3 separate regions of the Mus musculus genome follow, and regions 1 and 2 are each linked to region 3. Evidence: chromatin contacts called from public Hi-C and HiChIP or PLAC-seq data. All regions are on one chromosome and are shown on one strand. Each heading gives the region's core, a stretch centred on a gene start, on an enhancer-like site or on the middle of the called end of the contact. The rest is flanking DNA. Distances are from core to core; before and after follow the strand shown.

Region 1 (3,574 bases), core at 457-2,956, 1.1 Mb after region 3:
TACTCTGTCACCCAGGGTCCTGGCAGGGTCACACACTCACACACACACCCTTGGGTCATTTCTATGGTCATTGCATTTCTGGGGTGCCAGCTCCTCTCCAGCAGCCATCTCCCCTTAGAAGGCTTCCTACCGAACCCTGACTTCATCTCCAGTTTCCCACTTCATGTACAACCCCGTGCCTCTTCCACTGGAACCCAAGAATCCTGCCCAGAAAACTCAACACCCATGCCTCAGGCATTCCCGCACCCCCCCCCCCCATTCTCTCTGCATGGCCCTGCACTTCTGCAACTACCCACTTGTAGACTGCCAGTTCTAGTTCCCAGAGGCTGCCTAAAAGGACAAGGAGGGACCGAGCCAGTATGCCAGCATGCTTCCTGGAGCTTCAGTCCTTAGAGGAGGACTGGGCGTGCCTCCTCAGCCTCCAGTGCCTCTGGCCTGTCCCCTAAGTGTTGCTTTCCTACACCCAAACTTCCAGGGATCTCCGAGCTTCAGCCGGGCTGAGGAGAGCCCCAACATGCCTCTCCTGCTCTCCCAACCTTGCCCTGGCACCGCAAGGATCTGGAGGGTTATCTGCCAGGCAGCTGCAGCCTGGTGAGGAGGCTTGAACTTTTCCTTGTGCTCAGCGCCACCCGCCCGCCCGGGGAAGACAACAGAGGCTGCAGCCTGGGCTCGGGCAGGAGCTCCAGCTGTCTGGACAATGGGGGCCCAAGGGGCTGGGGGTAGTGGGCCTGCGCTATGCAGAGGAGACCGGGGATCGTGCTCAGGCCCCTTTCAGCCCGGAGCTGGAGAGCCGGAAGACCCCAAAGCCGGAGCGGCGGGCGCCTTGCTTTGAAAGACAGCAGCAGCCGGGCTGCGGAGATCCGCTGGCGGGAGGCGCCTTGCAGCTCGCCAGCCGAGCTGGGCGAAGAGAGGACGAGCGCCCCGGGAAGTCAGTGATGCCAGCTCCGGCCTCTCCCAGCCCGGCTGCCGGCTGAACCGAATGGCTCTTCCCGCCCCCCCTCCTCCCGGCTAAGGCACTGGGCTACGGGGCAAGCACAATCCCTAGGAGTCGCCTCGAAAGGAGTGTGTATCCGATGCACGAACCTCGGGAGGAGGCGAACCAAAGTTACCCTACTTGATGTCAGCCAGGATGTCGCTTTGCTTGCAAAAAGGCTCTGTCTTCCCTAGAATGAGCTTACACGCGCACACACACACACACACACACACACACACACACACACACACTAGCCGGCAAGAGGAGCCAGGCTCCTCTAGGATCGGAGCTGAGGGTGACCTCGCATCTGAGCTAGCCGGGTATATCTGCACGGCGGCTAGCAGAAGCCCCGCGTCCCTCCGATTGCTTCTGGCCATCACCAAGCAGGGCGATCTGAATGCAGAAAGCTGGTGGGAGCGCGCTGACTGCGGCTCACATTCCCTACCTGGGACAGCAGGACGCACAGGGTGAGCGGAGTTCTCGGCTGCATCTTGCCCGACTAGAAGAAGCGCCTGGCGGCGTTTGCATTCACACACGCGGCTGCACTGAGCATATTTTCCGTGGGAGCCAGCCTTTGAGGAGAGGCTCTGCCTCGCCAGCCAGCCAACTTCCCAAATAGATCAGCGGCAGCATCGCGAAAGCATTGGGTAGCGGCTGATGACCAGGACCAATGGCTTTACAAGACGGATTCCTTCATAACGCTCCCTCGTTTTGCATGGCAGATAGGGGCGAGCACCTCGCAGGGAGAGCCCCCTCCGAGCAAGGAGGCGGCACGTTGGCTTTTTTTTTTTTTTTTTTTTTGACTCCTGGTGCCCAGCCTCACAAATCAGGCTGGGCAATGCCAACTGATTCCACTTTCCCTAGGAACTGGAATTGCACCCGGGACCGGCAGCCACTTCTAACACATTGCGAAAAAAGATTCTCTTTATTAAAATGTTAATAAGATCCACTTTATTCCCAATAAATCACATAAAATGACCCCCGCAGCCGCAGCCCTCTATGCCCTAAGAGTCTTGCTGGTAGATTTCTTTGGCTTTGTTTTTCGTTCGCCCTCTCCCCCTCACCCCCCCCCCGCCCCCATCGGCCCCCAAAGTGGCTCAGCCACCGGTGGTGTTTGGTGTTTTTCTGCCATCACCACAAATCACAGAGTGGACAGATCAATTCTAGCTTGCAGGAAAAATCCATCAAGGAGCAATAGATTTTATTAACTGCTCAGGTGAGGGTGGGACTGGCCGACACTCCACAAGCGTGAACCAAAGCCAGAGTGAGTCATGGCTTGAGAAAATTCTGTTTTTCCCCCTTTGGATGTGACCTTTCAGAGTCCCTGAGCTATTCCCAAGGGCTCGAAACAGTGCTAGCCATGGCTCAAGGAGTCCTAGAGTTGGGGAGTGTTGGAGATTAGAGAAACAGGGACACATAAGGCGGTTCTTCCCTCGAAGAGATCTAAAGCTAAGGCAGGAAAGTCCTTATTTTCGTGCAGCTTTCTTCCTGAGAGGACTTATGGGTTTTACAATAAAAGGCATTTATCCATCTGAGATAGAAAACTTGGACCGCAAAAAAAGTTTATAAAACTAAAACGCTAACTTCCAACTACAACCGAGTTGCTGTGATTTGGACAAATGAGCTTCCTAGTAGCCAAAGCAATATGAAAAAGAAAATGAATGCCATTTTTGTTGTAGAAAATGTGTATAAGTAGCCGGGCAGTGGTGGCGCATGCCTTTAATCCCAGCACTTGGGAGGCAGAGGCAGGCAGATTTTTGAGTTCCAGGCCAGCCTGGTCTACAGAGTGAGTTCCAGGACCGCCATGACTACACAGAGAAACCCTGACTCAAAAAAACCAAACCAAACCAAACCAAACAAAACAAAAACAAAAACAAAAAAACAAAAAAAAAAAATATATAAATGAAAAAAAAGAAAGAAAGTAAAGAAAATGTGTATAAGTTACATTCAATACTGGTATCAATATATCACGTGGCATCTGTCACAGCGAGACACTGAGCAATAGGCCAGTGGGTTTGGGAAATATTTCAACTGCCAGCACAGGGCCTGGGATGATGAGACAGTGATTGGTATGTATCAAAGAGCAGATAGCTAAGTCAATCAAGAACTAGCAGACGGTAAGGAGGACCCTAGAGTCTGGAACTGAACTAGCCTGCTGACACCCCAGCTCTTTATTCAGAGCAAGTTGCCCAGACTTTGAGTCTCCATTTGTCTCCTGGCTAAAACTCCTAAGGTCACACTGCGGATTCAGCGGCACCTCGTTGAATGAGCACCTCACCCACTCAAACTGACATGCTTTCTAAAATTCCTCCCTTGTCTGCGCCTTGGCCATAAGGTCACTGCATGTGATTCTCCCCCACCCCCACCCCCCAAGGGCCTTCGTGACAATGCTTTCATGTCTGGTGCTTGGTTGTTTTAGCCAACTACACACATTACAGATAGCAATGCCATCCGGAGAGCCCACAGACGATATTGAGGAAACCACTGCCTCATCCGTTCTCATCTGATCGCCTAAATAGCGCCACCTGCCCTGAGAATTTCATAAACATGTCCTGTAGTAGATGGCATTCCATAAAGAGGACAGTGTGAGAGCCATGTGTA
Region 2 (3,814 bases), core at 460-2,959, 1.7 Mb after region 3:
GTGTGTCTGTGTGTGTGTGTCTGTGTGTGTGTCTGTGTGTCTCTGTGTGTCTCTGTGTGTGTGTATGTGTGTGTCTGTGTGTGTGTGTGTGTGTGTGCGCGCGCACACGCGCAAGAGACAAGATTTCTCCCTGGCCTGGAACTCATCAAGTAGAGTGTGCTAGCTGTCCAACAAGCCCTGGGGTTCCATCTGCCTCCTCCCCAGTGCTGGGGTAATAAGGGCAATGCCACCACACCTGGCTCTTTCATGTAGATTCTGAGGATTGACCTTATGTCTTCATGACCGTATGACAAGCATTTGACAGACTAAGCCCACCTCCCCAGGCCTTTGTTTTGATCTTGAACCATTATGGTACCCAAGCTGACTGTAGAGGCAATTAAGTTCCAGATGAGCTCATTATGCTCCTTCCTCAGCCTCTCTGGTGGAAGGATGCGGGCAGGCGCCACAAGGCATGACTGTATTTGTTCACCTTGTGTATGGATGCTACTTCCTGCCTGGTACTGGGTGTACAGCACATGCGAGGTGTTAGAGAGCACTTAAACTCTTATGAATGAAGGGACTGCCTGAAGCAAGAATGGAGACAGGAAAGAGAAACGCAGGCCCGTCAGTGTGCCAAGGAGAGAGCTACGGTCAGCCACATCAGGAACGCAGAGAGCGCCCTGGGACTGGGCTGCGGTCAGCCACATCAGGAACGCAGAGAGCGCCCTGGGACTGGGAGGGATGAGGTTCCCAAAGGGTCTGCAGCTATAAAGGCCAAGTTGTTCAGAATGAAGACGAAGGTCAAGTGTTGCCTGTTGTGTCGGGCTGGGCAAATGGCTTAGCCGCGAAAGTGCTCACTGTGCAAGCATGAAGATCCAAGTTCAAACCCAGCCCCCTCAACTTTAAAAAAAGGGGGGGGTGTGGGGGGGGAGGAGAATGATAGCACATCCCTCAGTGCTAGGAAGGTAAAGGCAAAAGAGATCCTCAGAGTTTGTTAGCTGGCCAGTCTAGCTAAGTCAGTGAGCTCCAGGTTCAATGACAAATCCTGTTGCCCACCCCCCAAAAAGGTGGAAAATACCTCCAGCCCCTATTTTATTTGTACACACATGAGTTTGCACGTGTATGCACGCACACACACACAGACACACACACACACACACACAGACACACACAGACACAGATACACACACAGACACACACACACAGACACCTACACACACACAGACACACACACAGGCACACACACAGACACACACACACACACACACACACACACCAGTATCAGAAACCTAGCTGCACCTTTTCCTTTTACAAACTTGACTTAGCACCAATCTCAGGAGGAAGGATCTGGGAGTCCAGAGCCCAGTCCCTTTAGATTTCCTTCTTATCCATGCAGAAACCCGAGAAAGAACTCCAGAAACTCTCCCAAAGCTGAGGTAGGCCTGGGGAACTCCTGGTAAAAAAATGTCTATGAGAGAGGGCAAGGCGTGATGGCCCGGTCAGAGGCTGTTGCTTATGGAAAACGAGACGGCTGGGTTGTTGACACATCTTGGACCCAACCAAGAAAGGCAAGGACAACATCTGGTTCAACCCTAGTGGATGGACTCAGGGTACCCAGGGCGCACACAGAGAGACATTCTTCATTCTTTCAGCTTACAGGAAATAGCAGTGTGCTATGCTCAGAGAGGGCCAAAGACAGGCTTCCCACAGCACCCAGTGACCTGGACTGTGAACCTAGCTGTCCTACGTGTTGGAAACTCTCCAGTGATGAACACGGTAATTAACAGAAAGTGGAGAAGAGCTTTCGCATGAGAGAATTTGAAAGGAGAGGAAGGTCAGCTGACTCTGAATACATAGGCTGACTCACTGCAACCCAGCCCTGCTTTTGTGCCCCTTGCTCTCTTGGGTAGTCCGAAAAGAATGCAGTACATGTCTTGTAGCAGGTGCCCAGTGGCTGCGTGCCAACACGTTGACTTGCCTCCCATGCTGCTGACGTTCACCAGCCTCCCCTTGGACTTTCTAAGTAGAGGCAGAAACGCCTTGGTGACCTCGACAGTTCCGAAGAAGTTCACGGCCATGCATTTTCTGTAGATGCTCATGGGTATGAGTTCCCCGTCGATAGGTAAGTGGAAGACCCCGGCATTGTTAACCACGGCCCACAGTCCTGGGGACAGAAAAAAAAAAGTATCTGTGAGGATGGGAGAAGCTGGAACATGTGGCTAGCTTCACACATCGAGTTCTGGAGCCACCAAACCTCTTTAAAAGTAGATTTCAGGCACAATACAAACTTTCCAAACTTGGTCTCTTCCTATGTACGCAAACCACCCCCATGGTGGGGCAACGTGAAGAGAACAAATGTGTATAGTATTAAACAATGATTTCAGAGATCCTGTACCTTTAAAGTATGTTTATTCTGTGTGGGAGAGAAGAGCATGCATGTCACGGTAGGTATGTCCAGGTCAGAGGACATCTTATAGGAGTTGATCCTGCCCTTCCACCTTGTGGATGGTATTAACTGCACTCAGATCATTAGCCTTTCCTGCAGCTACCATTATTCACTGAGATGAACTGGCAGTCCAGTCCTTCTCTTGCCTGGTAGCCCCTTTCCTATAGGAAGGAAGCTGGATAGTCACTATTTATGGAAACCAGTGGGACTTCAGGATGAGAGTCATAGTGCCACAGTGTGCCAGGTTTTAAACCAGCAGTTCTCAACTTGTGGGTCTTGACTCCCACGGGGGCCGTGCATCAGATATCCTGCATATCAGATTTTTTTTGCTTTATTATTCATAACAGTAGCCAAATTACAGTTATGAAGTAGCACTGAAGTAATTTTATGGTTAGGGAGTCACCACAACACAAGGAACAGTATTAAAATGTCTCGGCATTAGGAAGATTGAGGGCCACTGCCTAGTACCTCCTCCAAGGAGTATAGAAAGACATCATTAACACTTCAGGATGACATGCCTGCATCCTTTCCTCATCTCTAAAAGCCTAGCAACAAGAAGCAAAGTCTCAACAGCTGGGTGACTGTGATGTCCTAACACCATGAGCCCTGCTTCCTGGCTAGGACAGTGTGTCGCCCTGATGAACAACAGAATCACAGCACAGCTGGTTCAGACATACACCTGGCCCAACCACTGGGAATTCTGAGTGGTCATGAAGTGGGATTTGAGCATCTGCCTTTCCAAGTTCCAAGAGACGTAATGCTGGAGTTCTGTACCGTCCCCTACCCCCAGCAGTACTGTCTAGCCCTCTGGGTACATTAGCATCTTCTGGCTCAGACAGCTCTTCCAGCCTATTTGATCAACCTGTGGCTGGGGAAGAGAAGGACCCAAAGACGAGCAGTGTTTCAACCCTGTCAAGAGTACACTTGGGAACTGTCCCTTAAGGAAAGGGCGGGAATGAACGAGTACAGTAGTTCTAAGGCAGGCAAGAAAGGAGATAGTTTAGCATGAAAATTCTACTCGCTCTGTGTTATTTACACCTCCCCTCTTGTAACAATGAGCTTGGAAGCCTAGTTTCTTTATCTGCACATATTACACACAGACACACACACACACACACATCTCCAAACAATACACCTAGCAACATCAGAAACCCTCCACCTGCACAGTGCTACATGTAGTCTCATTGCCCAACATCAGTATAAACTCCCCACCCCTGGCAATAATCATATTCACACAGTTTCTATTCATGTATATTCTCAACACATCCAGGTATGAAGAATGGAAGGGCTGACTCAGCCCAAACTGGTATTGGGTGTGGATGCAGTGACCTTTGAAGAAGAATCCCCTGTTTATCGCTTCATGCCTCATCACAATTGGGTGTGGCTTTG
Region 3 (3,646 bases), core at 793-3,292:
GCTGGGTGTGCTGTGCTGATAATGGGGAGCCTGTGCCTGTATAAGGCAGAGGAGACTTGTGGGTAGGGCGTAGTCTGTACCTTATACTTCAGTTTGCTGTGATCCTAAAACTGCTGTAAACATGGTCTGTCTTGTAAAAGAGACTGTGCAGGGCTGAAGAAATAACTCAGTCAATTAGGAGCTTTCCTGAATTTGATCCCTGGTACTAGTGATTTAAAAGTGGTGGGGGTGGGGTGGGAGGTTGCCAGAGATACTGTTCAAAGTAAGAGCACTGACTGGTCTTGCAGAGGAACTGGGTTTGGGTCCCAGCATCCACAGGGCAGCTTTCAACCGGCTGTAATTCCAGTTCCAGAGGATATGATACACTTTTCTGGCCTAGGTAGGCACTGCATGCATCTGTATACAGGCAAGCAGAACACTGGTATATATAATCTTTAAAAGAAAGGCCACTATATTTAGTGACACACTTTGTTTGCTGGCATTGGGAAGATGGGACAGGAATATTTCTGGGGCTTACTGAGCAGTTTACCTAATCTAACTGGTGAGTCTCAAGTCTCAGTGAGAGACCCTGACTCATATTAATCCCTTAACTACACCAAGGGTTAAGCAATCAAAATGAGAAGTCTGTAAACCTGCACATAGCAGTGCAAAGGAGCCTGGATCAGGGGATGTATATCTGAAGTCTTGGACAGCTCATCACCTCAGCGTGTCATGTCCTTCACTCTAAAGGAGATAGGTGTCAACCGAAAGGACAGAATGGAAGTAAAAATGGCCATGCCTGTTTCAAGCAGGTCAGGAAAAAAGCAGATGAGGCTTTGAACACTGGGGACTTCTGAAATGGTGATATCATTGTGTATGAACTCAGGGTCAATGCTCCTCTTTATTGAATATTAATGGCTGGCAGCTATGCTAGACAATCCTTTGGGTCTCAGCTATATACACCTCCGTTATCTGTACGCTACATGATATCGCTGGGTAAGCTGCTGACTAGCACAGGTACTAAAAAGTCAACTTAGGATCACTGCGTCTGGGGCTGGGGGTTTGGAATCAAATCTCTTGTCCAAAGTCAGATTGCAGAAAGAGGACTGGAGGCTTTAGAGACCCAGGCGGTGGTGACCTTGACTTTTGGCCATGTTTGTGCATTTCGTGTAACCTGTTAGGGTGATGGACGTTCGTGGGAGGTGCCCAAACTTTGCCCAAAGCCGTGTTCCATCCTTGTTCAAGAACAGCGCAGTTAAAACTAGAGCTATTTTGGAGTAAGCGCAATGGGTGTCACACCCGACAGTGACCCCCGAGGATAGTGCTACGAACCACGCAGTAAGCACCGTGGTATCTGAGGCCGGCGAGGTGGCTGCAGGGGCATGGGTAAGGGTCTGGGGAGTGGGGAGTGGGAAGTGGGCAGGGCCCCGGGGCGGTGGCGGGGGGCGGCGGCCCCGGGGTCGCGGTGGCCCGGGCGGGGCCTTACCCGGACGTGCGGCCCCTCCACCAGCTTGAGGGCCTGCGCCTCCAGCAGATCGGCCCGCAGCTGCACCAAGAAGCGCACGCCGCCGTCCAGCTTGCTGATGTGATGGAAGAGGCCGCGATACCGCGGCACGAGCGCGTAGCGCAACCGGTCCTCCGCCTGCAGCAGCACGGCCGCCTCGCGCGCCTGCTGGCGCAGCTGCAGCACCCCGGCGCTCTGCTCGGCCACCTGGCCGTGGTCCACGCCGAAGCCCTGAGCCAGGCGGCCGAGCAGCTCGGCGCGCTGGGACGCCTCGGCCAGGCCGCCGTAGAAGCTCACGAAGTCGGCGCACTGGCCCTCGGCGGGCGCCGGCGTCTTCTCGCGCAGCTCGTAGGCCGGCGTCGGGGGCACGGCTCGCCGCAGCAGCTCGTCCATGGCGCTGGCCGCGAGCCCGCCGCACAGCCGACGTCCCCGGGGCCCCGGAGGCCGCGGCGGGGACCGCAGTGGGAGCAGGCGCCGAGCCCTCAAGCCTGGCCCGAGGCCTCGCATGACAGCTCCGCGACAGCTGCTAGCGGGAGACGCCACTGGAGAGCGGGCCTCTGCCTCGCTTCCGGCTCCGGCTTCCGGTTTCTCGCCGGCCCCATTGGCCGAGGCCGGACGGCGGACGGAGACATTGGCCAATCGGGGGGTAGAACGGCGGGGGAGGGGCGAGGTGGCTTTCTCAGGCCGGAGGCCAAGTGCAGCCAAAGGTCCCCGGAACCCGGTAGCCCCGGGGCACCTGACTCGCCCTCTTGGCTTGCATCCTTACACCTGTTCTGAGAGTCACCGCCTCAGTCCCTTTCCCCACTACGCACGCGCTTCTCTTGATCTGAGAGCTTGACATCTCAGCTCTTCCCGGGACCGTGCTATGCACGCAGCCTCCTGTGCTAGGGTTCGGATCTAGCGTAGGTGAGGAGCTGAGAAATTTAAGGTTGCATGCTGGACTAGGTCTCCTAGGAATGGGGATGGCTCATTTGATAAAGTGATTGAGAACTTGAGTTCATATCCAGAACCCATGGGAAAACGCTTGTAGTCCTAGCTCAGGGAGGTGGACAAGAGCCAGCCAGTCCAGATAACAAGGTAAGTCTAGGTCAGCCAGAGACCCTATCTCCAAACCAACCAAACAAAAAGTATGCGGGTAGCGCCATCACTCGAGGTGTCTTCTGGCTTCCAGAACCACACATGTACATACGTGCACCCCCACACGTGTGTACAAGGAAATGTATATGCACATGTACACACCAAGCATGTAATTCTCAGAGTAATTCTCTGACTTGACATTTTGACCCTGTCCCGACCCGCGGACAGTAGAACAGGGTCTCTCCCAACAGACCCTCCCTAGGTACTCTCTGGCTCATGTCAAGAATCCCACCCAGACAGAACTGCTGGAGACCCAGCCCATGCCTCCTGCTGCATCCTAGAGCTTCCGTCTGGTCATGCCGGAAATGGGTATAGGAAGAATCTCTTCCCTACCAGCTTCCTTGCTGGGCCTCATTCATTCATTCATTCATTCATTCTTTCAGTGAAATGATTTTCAATTGTTTGGTGAGTTCCAGGCCCACCCTAGGCTTGCATTTGAAATAGCCCTGCTCATTCTCCTTCAGTTTACCATCTGAGGGAGGGAGTCACATTAAAATAACTGCAAAAAGGAATCAGACTGGTAGAGTAGGCTCTGTATGGATTCAGCTTGATATGATGACAGTCATCTTGGATCCAGACTGTTGTGACTGTCCTAGAGAAACCACAGTTCATTTTTTGGTGCATGGTTTCTCTTCAAACTATCGATAGACCAAATCCCAAGAATGACGTCTGGGACCTTACAACCGGATCCAGGCTCCAACCTGTACCTGGCTCTTTGATAAGAACTTAAGATGGACCACGTGCCTTCCAGCTAGGGGGAAAGTCACTTTATCCTAACTCGAGTCTGTGACTCTCTTTCTGACCCATGTGGTAGGATCCAGTTTGGCTTTGCTGTCTACCAAGACTATACATTTGAGTAAGTTCTCCAATAAACTGTACCCTTCCATTCTTCATCTGCCTCTGTCTTTAGTACCACAGCACCTCAGGCCTGCCCGTGGATGCTGGGACCTGCCCTTTTGGAAGAGTTTGCCATAGTGGGTAGGATATCCAGGAACAGCCTATCATGCGAGAGCAGACACTGGTTAT

The links. A called contact is a pair of places that touch in the nucleus more often than the background predicts. HiChIP or PLAC-seq counts read pairs in DNA pulled down with a chosen protein or histone mark.
Region 1: a contact with region 3 is called in a Hi-C map of cerebellum, with 3 times the contacts expected there. The contact joins the promoter of Cdh13 here to the promoter of Mlycd in region 3. A contact is called at or near these places in 2 of 39 promoter capture datasets (frontonasal cranial neural crest and hippocampal neurons), 7 of 484 Hi-C or Micro-C datasets (cerebellar granule neurons, cerebellum, cortical neurons and 2 more), 3 of 115 datasets of contacts at active chromatin or transcription factors (embryonic forebrain, forebrain and neural tube) and 1 of 9 other capture datasets (embryonic stem cells).
Region 2: a contact with region 3 is called in an HNF4G HiChIP or PLAC-seq map of pancreatic cancer cells. The contact joins the enhancer-like site here to the promoter of Mlycd in region 3. A contact is called at or near these places in 4 of 39 promoter capture datasets (the 3T3-L1 cell line, liver, maxillary cranial neural crest and 1 more) and 3 of 115 datasets of contacts at active chromatin or transcription factors (astrocytes, embryonic stem cells and pancreatic cancer cells).

What each region holds. Positions count from the first base shown.
Region 1 is chr8:118,281,743-118,285,316 of GRCm38.p6, reverse strand. It overlaps Cdh13 (cadherin 13), which reads right to left and starts at 1,706. Exons shown (of 14, transcript NM_019707.5): 1 at 1,419-1,706. The coding sequence starts at 1,463. The region is part of intron 2 of Gm51555 (a long non-coding RNA gene); the gene reads left to right.
Region 2 is chr8:117,740,661-117,744,474 of GRCm38.p6, reverse strand. Hsd17b2 (hydroxysteroid (17-beta) dehydrogenase 2) reads right to left here. Exons shown (of 5, transcript NM_008290.2): 3 at 1,958-2,143. Gm31774 (a long non-coding RNA gene) reads left to right here. Exons shown (of 4, transcript XR_003947600.1): 3 at 1,632-1,755; 4 at 1,920-2,000. Among named protein-coding and RNA genes, the nearest start is that of Gm31774, 5.9 kb to the left of the region's middle. Within about 2 kb of position 1,709, at least 26 of the 459 cell types and tissues checked have an H3K27ac peak or open chromatin away from gene starts, as enhancers often do. A contact at or near this core is called in pancreatic cancer cells, where this site is marked.
Region 3 is chr8:119,393,290-119,396,935 of GRCm38.p6, reverse strand. It overlaps Mlycd (malonyl-CoA decarboxylase), which reads right to left and starts at 2,042. Exons shown (of 5, transcript NM_019966.3): 1 at 1,466-2,042. The coding sequence starts at 1,990.